Regions from separate parts of the Mus musculus genome. Here regions 2 and 3 are each linked to region 1. A link is a contact called in public HiChIP or PLAC-seq data. All regions are on one chromosome and are shown on one strand. Each heading gives the region's core, a stretch centred on a gene start, on an enhancer-like site or on the middle of the called end of the contact. The rest is flanking DNA. Distances are from core to core; before and after follow the strand shown.

The links. HiChIP or PLAC-seq counts read pairs in DNA pulled down with a chosen protein or histone mark.
Region 2: an H3K4me3 HiChIP or PLAC-seq map of embryonic basal ganglia shows a contact between it and region 1, with 2.8 times the contacts expected there. The contact joins two enhancer-like sites. A contact is called at or near these places in 1 of 484 Hi-C or Micro-C datasets (bone marrow-derived macrophages) and 3 of 115 datasets of contacts at active chromatin or transcription factors (embryonic basal ganglia, embryonic forebrain and forebrain).
Region 3: a contact with region 1 is called in an H3K4me3 HiChIP or PLAC-seq map of embryonic basal ganglia, with 3 times the contacts expected there. The contact joins two enhancer-like sites. A contact is called at or near these places in 1 of 484 Hi-C or Micro-C datasets (cortical neurons), 7 of 115 datasets of contacts at active chromatin or transcription factors (bone marrow-derived macrophages, double positive thymocytes, embryonic basal ganglia and 4 more) and 3 of 9 other capture datasets (adipose tissue, liver and pancreatic islet).

The regions. Positions count from the first base shown.
Region 1 is chr3:69,288,603-69,291,302 of GRCm38.p6, reverse strand. No RefSeq gene overlaps it. Among named protein-coding and RNA genes, the nearest start is that of Ppm1l, 27 kb to the left of the region's middle. Within about 2 kb of position 1,317, at least 109 of the 459 cell types and tissues checked have an H3K27ac peak or open chromatin away from gene starts, as enhancers often do. A contact at or near this core is called in embryonic basal ganglia, where this site is marked.
Region 2 is chr3:69,468,813-69,471,512 of GRCm38.p6, reverse strand. All of the region lies in intron 1 of Ppm1l (protein phosphatase 1 (formerly 2C)-like), which reads right to left. Among named protein-coding and RNA genes, the nearest start is that of Gm52607, 8.0 kb to the right of the region's middle. Within about 2 kb of position 1,277, at least 37 of the 459 cell types and tissues checked have an H3K27ac peak or open chromatin away from gene starts, as enhancers often do. A contact at or near this core is called in embryonic basal ganglia, where this site is marked.
Region 3 is chr3:69,493,573-69,496,272 of GRCm38.p6, reverse strand. The region is part of intron 1 of Ppm1l (protein phosphatase 1 (formerly 2C)-like); the gene reads right to left. Among named protein-coding and RNA genes, the nearest start is that of Gm52607, 33 kb to the right of the region's middle. Within about 2 kb of position 1,377, at least 8 of the 459 cell types and tissues checked have an H3K27ac peak or open chromatin away from gene starts, as enhancers often do. A contact at or near this core is called in embryonic basal ganglia, where this site is marked.

The DNA.
Region 1 (2,700 bases), core at 68-2,567:
CAATCACATTGACTGTTCTGATGATCAGAAAATGGTGGTTTAAGCAACTTACATTCTGACAGGTACCTATTGTTTCCGGTATTTAAACTTCACTCTTCAACAACAGATTTAGAGAATGTTTAGGCATTTGCCAATAGCCATCACAGATTTATCTTCTACTTAAAATGATGGCACATGGGAGCCAGCCAGTGGCGTTTGTAATATCACTTTCAGTACCAGACCACTCATGTTCAGATGGACACCATGTGCTCATATGCTGTTGTAAGGTCAGGTACCCAGCAGGAAAACAGACATAATGAGTACCGAGGGGTCAAAAGTGTGTGTGGGGGGGGGGGGACTTTGGATGGTAGCCCATGAGACCTTTGCTGAGCTATCCCTCACCAGCAGGCCTTTAGACCTGTCTTTCTTTCTGACTGAGCTGTGTCCATGGAGAACCAGGGAGCTCTTTACTGAGCAATTTATCCCCCTTTCATTTTTAGAAGAAATCAAAATAACAGACACGGCTGCCTAGTACATCAGTAAGCCACTTGTGGAACTCATTGATAAACATTAAAGCGGAAGATATGTTTCTGCCTTCTCTGGCCTGAAGCCCCTTTGCTGTGGTCAGCACACATGAGAGGCATGACACATCCCCCAGACTCTGGCTGCCTGAGCAAGCTTCTCTAAGCAGCAGGCATTGAAGACATCTGATGGCATCCGTGCTGGGGAGGAGGAGCTGGCCCCGGCAGATGCAGAGAGACGGCTCCTTCAGTGACTCTGACACTGTTCAATGGCACAGTTGGCAGAGGGCCCACACTGCAATCCATCTCCAAGTTTGCGCTGAGGTCAGGCCAGCTACTCACGGCCATTAGCCAAGTTCTTCGGGGATACTAAGTACCAAGACAGGCCCAGTCCCAGAGACATAGGCTGCCAGCACATGACTCTGGCTGGGGGACTTTCTGACAGGGGTCCTTAGATGCTGGGTGATCGGGGTGGAGGGGGGTTGTGACTCTTCTTCCTTCCCACCTTCCCCATTCTGAGTTAGGCTGGGTGGCAGTTTGACAGTTCTGCCAGTCTGTCTGTCTGTCTGCCTTCCAGGTTTCTCTCATGCAGGTGTTTCCTCTTAATAAAAATCCTCCACATTGAGCAGCTGACGTTATGAGACCCAGAATAAGACACCAAGTTAAAAACCACTGATTCGCCGATTGCTTGGCACTGCCCCAGAAATAGAAAGTCTGAAACCGTTGTGTGTGATCTTCGGAAAAGTCCCCAGCCAGGCGGCTGCTTTTCGATGACGATGTGCCAGCGATGACGTGCCAGCGACTCTTTACAACCAGCCTCAAATAAGCTCCGCCACATTAGCCTCTCAGCCGTGATGCAGCTAACCAGTAATTGCTCTCTGCAGCATGCACACAACGTCTTTTCTAAATAGAGCAATTGGTTTCTTCTTTACTTCCACCCTTTCCAGTGAGGACTGGAAGAGACTTGTTTTTCTGTTGCATTTTTACTTAATTGAAGGATTTGCTTATTTTTATTTTTTCCAGTGTAATTTTTTTTAATTTATTTTTTACACTCCATATTTTATTCCCCTCCCCTGCTCCTGATCCACCCTCTAACTGTTCCATATCCCATACCTCCTCCCCACCCCCTGTCTCCATGATGATGTCCCCAACCCCATCCCACCTGACCTCTAAACTCCCTGGTGCCTCCAGTCTCTTGTGGGTTAGGTACATCATCTCTGAATGAACACAGACTAGGAAGTACTCTACTGTATGTGTGTTGGGGGCCTCATATCAGCTGGTGTATGCTGCCTGGTTCGTGTTCTAGTATCTGAGAGATCTCTGGGGGTCCAGGTTAATAGAGACTGCTGGTCCTCCTACAGGATCGCCGCCCTCCTCAGCTTCTTTCAGCCTTCCCTAATTCAACAATAGGGGTCAGTTGCTTCTGTCCATTGGTTGGATGCAAATATCTGCATCTGACTCTTTCAGCTGCTTGTTGGGTCTTTTGGAGGACAGTCATGATAGATCCCTTTTTGTGAGTGCTCCATAGCCTCAGTAATAGTGTCAGGCCTTGGGACCTCCCCTTGAGCTGGATCCCACTTTGGGTCTGTCCCTGGACCTTCTTTTCCTCAGGCTCCTCTCTATTTCCATCCCTGTAATTCTTTCAGACAGGAACAATTATGGGTCAGAGATGTGACCGTAGGATGGCAACCCCATCTCTCACTTGATGCCCTGCCTTCCTGCTGGAGGTGGGCTCTGTAATTTCCCTCTCCCTACTGTCTGGCATTTCCTCTAAGGTCCCTTCCTTTGAGTCCTGAGAGTCTCTCACCTCCCAGGTCTCTGGTGCATTCTGGAGGGTTCCCCCAACCTATTTCTGGAGGTTTCCTGTTTCCATCCTTTCTGCTGGCCCTCAGGGCTTCAGTTCTTTCCCAATACCAGATCAGGTTCTTTTCTACCCCCTACTCCCCTCCCATCTGCTTTCCCTCCCATGTCCCTCCCTCCCTTCCCACTGTGATTGCTTTATATTCTCTCCCAAGTGGGACTGAGGTATCCTTACTTGGGCACTTCAGCTTGTTGACCTTTTTGAGTTCTGTGGACTGTATCTTGGGTATTCTGTACATTTTTTTTGGCTAATATTCCCTTATTAGTGAGTACGTACTATGCACGTGCTTTTGGGTCTGAGTTACTCAGTATGATATTTTCTAGTTCCACCCATTTTCCT
Region 2 (2,700 bases), core at 28-2,527, 180 kb before region 1:
TGGCACCACCCACAGTGGGCTGGACCCTCCACATGATCACTAGTTAAGAAAATGCCCTTTTGGTGGAGCTTATGGAGGCATTTTTCTCAAGAGAGGCTCCCTCCTTTCATATGACTCTAGCATGGGACCAGTTGGCATAAAATTAGTCAGGACAAAGTAACATATAAAGAGAAATTCACTTTCCTATAGTTCCAGAAGAAGAAAGCTCCAAGATCAAGCCTTGTCTCTTATGGTGCTATGTAGGTATCCACACAAGGCAACCATGACAGAGGGACAAAAGAGGCCTAGCTATTTGCCTTCAGCTCTTCGAAGTTCACTAAACCCATTTGTGAGGGCTCTGCCCTCAAGACTACATCACCCCCTAAAGTCCCTAGGACTGCTATGTTGGGGATTAAGTTCCCATCTTGGAAAGGTCACAATCATCAAAACACAGTGTCACTGTCCTTTATATGTCTTTCCTTTTCAACAACGGGAGAAGACGATGAGGACCAGCCTCTCAGAGTCAGATTCAGGTCCTCAACACCAGTCAGGTTTGGTCTGAAGGAACACCACAGAGAGTCTCTAGTTGGCCCTGCTTCATCTAGTCATATCTCCTGAACCAAGCTCTACCCAACGGGGTGAGATGCCAGTGCACCAGTCCTTCGTTCAGGAGAGTAAGTGATCTGTTGTCTGACGTGAAGAAGGGTGTCGGGCAGAATAGTAGTGAGCCTGGCTACACCCATGGTCCTACCACAGAGGATAAAAAGCAAGTAACACAACCAAAGTCATACAAACTGGAAGTGCGTCTCTGGCCCTGGAGCCCTGATCATCTATCTAACTGCAATCTGTGCCACTTCTAATGCTCTAAATTGCTAGTTTATACTATTTACATAGTGTATGCGCGCATGCATATGGAGGTGAGGACACGCTGTGGAGCCCTTCCTCCATGTGGGCTCCAGGGTCGGGCCTCGGGTTGTGAGGTTAGGCAGACAGCACCTTTACCAGGTCAACCATCTCCTTGGCCCTGAATCTCTCTTTTAAAGGATTGTCTGGGTCAGGGATGTAATTCATTTGCTGTCCTCAGAGAGGACATGGATTAGATGACTGCACAGCAGGTCATGAGCTGGATCCTCACAAGAGCCACTCCATCCTCCTGTTTAATCCGTTCCATATGCCCTCACTGGGTACTACTATCTAGTACGTGCCTGACACTCATTCCGCTTACACTACTGCTCCTTGTCTGTGAGCCCTAAACCGAACAAACCCCCTGATCCCCATGGTAACCTACAAAAAAGGAAATTAGCATAATAAATTCACATAATCCCCAATTAAAACTGACCATCAGTGACTGGTTTCGTTTGACTGGCTATAGGGGGAGACAGGCAAATAGCTTTTCTTACAGACATGCTAATCACTAACATATACATGATAGAAATAACAGATGCCACAAACCCCAAAATATTTTTTGGCATAAAAAACAAACCATATAGCTTGTAAGGGTTTCACTGCCAAAAGGTTTGTCTCTAATTTGCCATGCAGAGTCATTGGCATTGGACCATAGCCACAGTTACAATGTAAAGAAGGACGTCAGACAGCCACGAAGGGAGGCTGGTGGCAAGCGGGGGGGGGGGGGGGGGGAGGGAGCAGGCAGCAGATGGAGGGTACCTTACAGAAAGGAGGTTAACAAATATCTTACAGAAGCTAAATTTAGGCCTTGAACACAGCTACACAAACAGTTGCCTTATATTCTCACTCTATGGCTGCTCCCTGCTTTTAAACCCCTCAAAGCACGACTTAACACCAGCCACAGCAGACCATACAACTTCAAAGGCACAAGTAGAAATTCCTTTGCTTCCCCAACATTACTTCCTTGAGAGCGCTTCTGGATAGAAGAGATAACACAGCCCAGCTTTGATTAGGGGTCTCTGCCAACTTGCTGTATTAAAGTAGCACAGGCTAGGGGCTCTTATCTTTGCTTTCAGTCATGGGGTGTTCCTTGTACACAGAGCTTCAGGCAAAGCAGAGATACAGCAAAAAGTCCCTGGTCCCCTTGTCAGCCGTCAGAGTGTCTATTTGCACACCGCTGACCTTAGGTAGAATACCTAATGGTTCTTGATTTCTTGGTTCATTTGCAGACATACTATGTGCTATGAGGCATCCTGGGAGCATCTATGATTATTTATAGGGCTATACCAAGCTCCTTGGATTATATCTGAAATGAAAACAAGCATAAGTGCTTTGCCGCCTTAAGGAACTCCCTCCACCAACCCAGGCCCTACATCTGTAATAAGCTGTGCAAGTTGGGGGGGGGGGGGGCTCAAGAGACTGCTATCATGATGACCCCATTTAAGGTCAGAATGACATCTGGTGGCAGTTCCTTGACTGGACCTACCTCTCACACCCCTAGCAATGGGGGGGGGGGGTGTCTGTGTGAGTTATGCATCTGCAGAGAAAAGAAACAAGGATGCATGAGAGAATAGGACCAGATATGACAGTGGACGAGACTCTCAGTCAAGGCCTTGCCTCAGAGGTCCTTGATACAGGACATGTGTTTCTAAGCCCCCTCCCCTCCCCAGAAAAGGGCAGTGGACGGTCTGAGTGGGTTCTGTCTTCTCTCCCCGGAAACAACTGTTCAACCCAGGAGCAGACACCTCTGTGTAAGTCATTTCCTCCTCTCAAGTGCCTGCTTCTCTTTCACTGATAATTACATTTGAGGTTACT
Region 3 (2,700 bases), core at 128-2,627, 200 kb before region 1:
AATGCAAGCCCTACCCACAGTGATCTATAGATTCAATACAATCTCTACCATCAGTGATCCATAGGTTCAATGCAAGCCCTACCCAAAGTACCAAAGACATTTTTCACCGCAATAGAAAAAGATCCTAAAATTCATATGAAACACAATATCAAATATATAACATTAAGAAGTAGATTTTCAGCTCACTCATGTACAGAAAATAAATAAATAAACCTTAAAAAAAAAAGAAGAAGAAGTAGATTTCCTAGAACCAGAGCATACACTTACCAGAGGCTGGGTAGTCAGGGTGCGGCTGTTTTTAAAGATTATTTTCCTACTAGTTTGGAAGGATGCATATCAATAGATCTAATCAAGAATGGTGACCACAGTAATAATGGTGCACTGTATTCTGAAAACTGCAGAGCACGGATGCCGTGTGTGATGATGTCATCACTAAAAGGATAACCATGGGAGGTGATCTTGGTTCATTTCTTTTGAGACAGGGTCGTCCCAGGCATTACTGGCTGGCCTGGACATTACTTGCTGTGTAGACAAGGCTATCCTTAAATTCACGAGATCTCTGCCTTGTAAGCTCTGGGATCAAAGGTGTGTGCCACCATACGCAGTGGCTGATGCAGCTTCATTTAGTTAAATTTAACCATCCCATAGTGCATATACTTCCTGTTAACTGAAAACAGAAACAAAATATGTGTACTTTAAAATAAGACGGCACATGTGTGTGTGTGCGCGTGCGTGTGCACGTGCGCCTGTGTGGTGTGTGTGTGTGTATGGTGTGTGTGTATGTGTGTGTGTGTGTATGCTGTGAATCAGAAGAAGGCCAGGGTGTTTCTTCACAGAATAAGAGAATAGCAGGTGCTATATGGGCAAGGAAGAAATCACAGAGTGCTGAAGTTACAAGCAAAGCTGTGAACTACCAGACACAGCCCATCCCACCCATGTAAAGCACACACACGTGCACACACATACTGAGGATGAGGACACAGAAAGGATACATCCCAACTATAAAAGATGCTTCTTGCTGTCTGCATTCAGGAGGGTTTGCATTTTCATCACTATTGTCATTTAAAATGCACTTCCTTGTAGCCTTCATAGCTTCCTTCTCAAATGTCTTAACTTAAATGTCACAACTTAACCTTGGATGAGGACAACTGGCTTTCCAGAAGGTACACTGGGGAATGGCGTGCAAGCTATGATTTGGGCCCACAGAGTGGCTAACGATAGCATCTAACACCAACTTCCAGATTTACAAGTTGAATTCCTGAAATTGGATGCTGATGTTACAGCTTCAAAATATCACCAACTAGAGCTCACTTTCTCTGGCAGCCAGCAAGTGCAGAACAAATAAAATTGTTCCATAAAATGTAAATGGACTCAGCAGCACATTAGCATAACACATTGAATTCTAGAGTTTAATAACAAGCTTCTCCTGACATTAGACAGCAACGTGCTGACACTGCAGAATAACTATATTTAAACACACTACCCTGCGAGTCAGGGCAGCATCTGTCTTTAACAATGTGCTTGTTGGAATATTTATGAGACACAGGGAAGGGCTCTATAATTTATCACATTTTAAAATATTGATCTATTCTTTGTTACTGAAAACACACTACATTATTTCTTCCCAGTTGTGCCTCCGGATGGTGTTTAAAGTGAAATTTACTTTCCTAATTACAATCATACTGCAGGTCTCAAGAATTTCTGTGTCTATGGTATCAGGGCTACACTTTGGCAATTTCAATTCTGTAACTTCGCACACAGAGCTCTTGCTGAAGAATCACAGGGGAAACAGAAGGAGACAACTCTTGGCAAATATTAGATTCTGTTATGATATTTCAAGAACCCCCTTTACACAGAGTGACACTTTAAATGGATCCAAATGGCAGCTAACCCTTATGTTCAAGCAGGAGCTTATGTTCAAAGCATATTTTTAAATGAGACTGGAATGATCTCAGAAATAAGAGAAAATTCAAAGACTAATTTAAATTAAAAAATTTTACTGGCAAAATTAAAATTTGGAATTACTTTTTTTTAAATTTTCATTTTAGATTTATTTTATGTGGATAGGTACTCTGCCTGCTCGTATGTATGTGCACCATGCATACTTAGTGCCCAAGGAGGTCACAAGAAAGCAGTTGATGCCCGGGAACTGGACCTATGGATGACTGTGAGTCACCACGTGAGTGCTGAGAACTGAGCCTATGAGATCAGTGAGTACCCTTAACCCTGAGCCATCTCTCTGGCCCCACTTACCTGTCTTTAATCAATGACAGACGTTCTTGGAGGTCTAGACCCTAACTTGCCCACTCTTACAACTTTAACCAATAAATAAGACAATAAAATAGCTCCTCTCATTCATATAGTACTTTCCCAAGCGACCCCTGCCTCGGTCATTCTTCCTTCATAAAAACACCAAGGGCAAGTAGATAGCCATGGGTTTGGTGAGGCTCTGCCTGTCATTCCAGATGCTCCTCACAGTTAGTGCTGTCCAATGTAATTTCCATGGGTTCTACTCAGAGTACCCTCCAGCTTTCCAACTTTTGTCTTGATGCAGGGAGCTTAGCCACTTAGCATGGTGGGACTCAGTATTGGCTCTTACACACTGCCAGGCCCTCACAGCATCTGCTTCAGAATTTGTACAACAGAAGCTTAACACCTTGACAGTATGCATGCACTGGGGACTCTGAGATAGCTTTGGGG